Regions from separate parts of the Sus scrofa genome. Here region 2 is linked to region 1. A link is a contact called in public Hi-C data. All regions are on one chromosome and are shown on one strand. The core of a region is the stretch at or near the end of the contact, and the rest is flanking DNA. Distances in the headings are between cores, read along the strand shown.

Evidence for each region. Hi-C and Micro-C count contacts between places; a contact is called where the count stands out from the background.
Region 2: a Hi-C map of liver shows a contact between it and region 1, with 4 times the contacts expected there. The contact joins the enhancer-like site here to the promoter of HOMER2 in region 1. A contact is called at or near these places in 4 of 47 Hi-C or Micro-C datasets (embryonic fibroblasts, fetal heart ventricle, heart right ventricle and 1 more) and 1 of 2 datasets of contacts at active chromatin or transcription factors (skeletal muscle).

What each region holds. Positions count from the first base shown.
Region 1 is chr7:51,999,977-52,002,519 of Sscrofa11.1, reverse strand. HOMER2 (homer protein homolog 2) reads right to left here and starts at 1,267. Exons shown (of 9, transcript XM_001927296.5): 1 at 892-1,267. The coding sequence starts at 896.
Region 2 is chr7:52,092,789-52,095,331 of Sscrofa11.1, reverse strand. HOMER2 (homer protein homolog 2) reads right to left here. Exons shown (of 9, transcript XM_001927296.5): 8 at 2,107-2,187; 9 at 1-935. The coding sequence ends at 747. Among named protein-coding and RNA genes, the nearest start is that of WHAMM, 46 kb to the left of the region's middle. Within about 2 kb of position 1,276, at least 24 of the 83 cell types and tissues checked have an H3K27ac peak or open chromatin away from gene starts, as enhancers often do. A contact at or near this core is called in liver, where this site is marked.

The sequences.
Region 1 (2,543 bases), core at 18-2,517:
GCTCAAACCCTCATCAGTTGCCCAGCCTGGGAGAAGGTACCCAACCACTTCAGGCCTCGGTTTCCGCACCTGTGAAATGGGCAGAACAACCATTCCCTGAATATGCACAGCGCATCATCAATATGCGCTCACATCAGGAAGCAGATGTAAGGAGTTAATTGTGTTATTAGCACCGCGGCTCCCTGACTCACAGCACCTACTGCTCAGAGAGACGCCAAGGAGAAATCAATCCTGCTTTTTAAATTACTTTATATACTCAGAAGCATTAGTCACTTCGACAGAGTACTTCAACTTCTCTGAGCATCTACTCAGTTGTTTCAAAGACTGAAGCCTTACCTTGACTCCTCGCAGACTTCCATCATCCTCAGCCATCTCAAAGCAGACTCAAAGTCCACTATTCCTACGCTGAGATTATTATTACGTGGTTTGTTCCCTTTCCAGGAAAACTTCGATTTCCATTTTGTTTGTAATAAACCCAATTGTAGAGAAAGACAAACTGCTTCTTGGACTCCCAAACACAGGCCCTGGAGTTGATCGCGTCCGGAGCAAGGGGACCGCGGAATGGCCGAAGCACCGAGGCCGGCCAGGGTGCCTGTCCCCGCCCGGTGCCCCAGCGGCTGGGCTGCTTCGGAGGAGAAAGGCCACGGGTGCGGGGCTGAAAGTCCGCGCTCAGGCCAACGTGTCCCTGCCCCGTGCCCGCGAGCCCGGGCAGAGGGCGCGGGGTCGGGCGGCCCCAGGCTCTCCGGAGCCGGCTGCGCCCCGACTTCAGGCTCCCGGCTCGGGGCGCAAGGGCCCGCCGGCTCGCTGGGCTCCGAGCGGGGAGACGCGATCCGCGGCCCCGCAGCCCCTCTGGGGCTGCGCGCGGGGCGCGCGCGGCGCGGGCTCACTCACCCCATCTCCGGCGCTGCTCCGGCGGCCGCTCCGACGGGGCCTCTCGCGCTCGCTCTCCGCCCGCTCTGCAGCCGCTCCCGGCGCGGCACATGCGGCGGCCCGTGCGCGCCCGGCTTAGCCCCGGCGCCGCTCCATTCCGCGGGGCTGCGCGGCTGCCGCTGCCGCCGCCGCCGCCGCCGCCACCAGGCGCGGGCGGGCGGGGGCTGGGCCGCCGGGGGCTGGGCGGCCGCGCTCGGGCGGCGCCCGCCCCGCCCCGCTCCCCCCGCCCAGCTCCTTACGTAACCTCGTGGCCCCCGGGCCGCGGCGCCCAGCCTAGGGGCGGGGGGCGCGGCCGTGTGCGCGTGGTCCCTCGGCGCCCCTGCTGGGTCGTGCGCGCCTCTGGGGCAGCCCCTTTACGTTTAGGTTTGGTCATTGGCGCGCCCCCGCCCCTTGCCCACCTGGGGGCTTGGCGCCGCGCCTCAAGCGAGCATCCGGCCTGTGGGACTGAGTCCGGCTCGCAGCTGCGGGGGGAGGGGGCGTGGGCCTGGGGCGACGCTTAGTTTGCAGATGCGGGAAGGATGCCCCCAAGAGAAGAAGCGATTTGCCCAAGGTCACACATTCAGATCTGAGCTCAAGGTCTTCAGAATCTGAGATTGGCAGGGCCCCCTGTCGGTCCTTGAAGCCCAGTTATATTTTGCTGTCCATTGCCAGGTGTGGGTGGTTCAGGGTACCCCCGCCAAGAAATTCTGGAAACCATCGTGGCAGGGAGATCCTACACCCACAGCAGGTGTTCTGGGTTCTTCTCTGGGTAAAGATAGGATAGAGGTTCCCAACTAGAGGGTAATCGCTTTTCAGGTGGCTTAATCACCTTGGCTTAGAACAAGGGAAATGGAGATGGCAAAAGTGGAGCTTAAAGAAGAGCAGTCTCTTAATCCCCTTTCTGCACATCAGGTCCTGATCCCCTCCTAAAGGCCAGCAATGGGACTAACCTAACCTTCATCCTCTTTCTGGGCCTTTCACGGGATCATTTTCTGCTGAGAATATACTGCTCACCTGAGCCTGGGCAGTATTTTTTTTTAACTCGGGACAGTTAAAAAAAAAAAAAGTCAAGGAACAAGCCTATGGAGCAGGACTACCACTCCAACCTTACCCTCATCTCTCCTGGGACCCCAACTTGGCCTTAACCCTCAAGGTCTCCTCGTGGGGCTAGCAACCCCTATGTGTATTTTTCTCAATTACAAATCTGATCATATCGCTTTTCTTAAAATCCTGCAGTGGTTTCCCTCCCACTGTCTTTGGGATGAAGACAAGATACAGACATGCCTCCAAAGCCTTGCCTGTCGTGCCTCATCGCCCTCTCCAGCCATTTCTCCCTCATTCTTGCCCTTTGCTTTTTCGCCATCTGGCCGCCCTCTCTTCAGCCCATGCTGTTCCCTCAGCCTGGGAAGATTTTTTCCTCTCTTGTCTCTGACACCCCACCTCCCTTGCCTAGTAAATTTCTACTCATTTTCAGATCTCTGTTAAACTGTCACTTCCTTGTGGAACCTTTACTGCATGCCCCAGACAAGACTGTGAACTCTTGTACTTTCTCTTCATTGCACTTAACTGTTTGTAACCTATATTTGTGAAATTATTACTTTACTGTAGTCTCTCAGGCACATGTGCACACTCTA
Region 2 (2,543 bases), core at 27-2,526, 93 kb before region 1:
CTTGATGGGGGGGGGGGGGGTTGATTAAAACACTAAATTCTGTTTATATGTTTAATTGAACAAATATTTATTAAGCACCTACTTTGTGCCAAGCACTGTGCTAGGTACCCTTACCACGTGCTGTCCCCACAGCAGGGTCATCTGCTCAGAAATGAAAACCCAGAAAAGGAACATTGTTGCAACCCTACAAACCGGGGTGGGGGACAGGGGGGAGGGAGTGGATGCAGGTGATTCCTGCGCCAGAAATCGCACTCATCAGAAACTTGTTTTCCTTCTCTGGACAAACCTCTCCTAAGTGGTGGCTGTAAAGCATCTCTACACACAGAGGGAAGCTTCTCTCGCCTCGCCCCACACACGCGTGCCTGGCGGACGTTCGCATACTCTGGACGCTACTCAAAAGGAGCTGGAAAGGGTATTCATATTTGGATTAGAAAATACTTTTTTTTTTTTTTTTTCAGTTCTTATGGTTGCAACAGCCCTTAAGAAAGATAGAAACATCCCTGCCCTGACTGCGTAAACGTTTTAAGGTAGACCTAGTTCTGGATTCCTGAGTCAGCATCGTCCAGGCGTCCACAACCCCGCCAGGCCAGAGAAGCGAGGGCGGATTTCGATTCTGGGGAGGAGAGAGTGGACGGCGTCCCCCGGTTTGGAAACACGACAAACGGCGCCTGCGTTTACAGAAGCCACGCGAACAGGAGGAGGTCCTAGTGCTACCAGCTCACGCGCACCCCAGGGACTCCCGAGCCCTAGTTGTCGGCGCCCAGCTTGGAGAGGCCCCGGCGGAAGTCGTGCAGGTCGTCGATCTTCCCGTCTAGCACCTCCAGGAAGCTCTTGAGCTCCACCTTCAGGTGGCGCTGTCGGTACCTGCTCTCCTCGATGTCTGTCTTCAGAGACCGCACTTTGTCCTCCAGGTTCTGATTGTCTCTCTCGGCCGCCTGAGCAAAGCGAGAGAGAAGGGGCTGGGCTACCGAGCGGTAGGAGCCCCGCTGAGACCCAGGACAGCCGGACTGTGCGTCCCCGCGGGCCCGCCTCCACGGAGGTGTGACATCCCCGGGCAGCAAGCCTATGCTCTCTGGTCCCCGCTGTTCTCCCCCGCGGCCGGTGCCAATGGGCGGGGCGCATTGCCCAACATCTGGCCTAAAAATCGATGTTCCCCGCTCCTGGCCTCAAACGGAAGGCAGAACTGCCTAAAGGACGCCTCCTGCCCAAAGGAGCCTGCTGCTAAGCGACACTGTCCCAAGTGCCCAGCAGAGGAATTCTGAAAGCCTAGCACACCGGCTTTTCAGCCCCAGCCCCAGGCTGGTCAGCAGAGGGCCCCCTTTGGGTTCTGATCTGAGACAGGGAGAAGCAGCACAAAGAGGAGAGTGACTTGATGCTAGGGGTCACACAGGGAAGGCGAGGCCTCCTCTGCCCCAGGCCAGCCCCAGCCCCAGCAAGGGAGGACTGGCCCGGCCAGACACAGGGACAGTGGGTCTGTGCACTGGCTGTCCTGCGGGTGCCGTGGAGACGTTCAAGCTCCCGGGGGCCGGACTGCTGTGCGTCCTTCCATGAGGCTCAAGCCCTACTCTTCATACCAACCAAGAGCTTCCATCTTTTGGGTACAAGACGAGATTTTGTGAACATGTGTAAAGGAACCAGTACTAATACTGAATTGGGAACCTGAACAAAGTGCTCTTTGAAGCAAGGAGACCCTCCAAGGTGAAAATGGAGCTGAAGAGACTCCTTTCCTTTTATGGTCAGAAATCTGATGCTTGCAAATGGGGGGCCTGCCTAAGGACATGTCCAAGGTCACCGGGTGGGGAGATGGAATAGCCCTCGGGTCTCATGCCCTCAGCCCTCCCTTCTGTCATTTGCTTCTCACCCTTCTGTGGTTCTGTAGGGACGTCTATGGGTGGGAAACAATCACCCACACCACGTTATACACAGGATACCTTCGTGCAAGGGGATGAGCCAAGAGACAAACGCCAGGGGGCAGAGCACACAATCACCCTGGCTTTTTAGGAACACAAAGTCACTTGTCCTTAGCCAGCAAGGCGTGAAAGGGAGGGGCCTCAAAGAACGGGGTAACCCGACAGATGCCAAGGGGGATGTGTTCCCCGTCCTTACCTCTAACTTCTCAGAGACGTACTCACACTCTGACATGAGCTGAGGTATGATTTCACTTTGTTTTCGGAGGTCTTTCAATTCCTGCAGGAGACGGAAATTTGAAAAGAATGTGAAAGCACGTCAGATAAACACGTATTCTTGAAAATCCCCAACCTGTGCAGCTTTTGGAACCAGTGTTGTCTGCGTAAATGATAAGATGACAGTGCTTAACACACATCAGGTAATTCCAGAGGCTGAGTAGGTTACGTGCGTTCATGCCCCAACTCTGTACCCCGCCAGGCATGGCGAGGTCTTGGTATGATTCTTGCTCTGCAGATGGGGAAACCAAGGCTGAGAGAGGACCGGCTCCTTGCCCTGGGTCTCCATCCTCTGTGTACTGAGCTGCCCAGAAAATAAATGACTGTGTGACTGGGGGTTCGGGCAGCACCGGAGAGCAG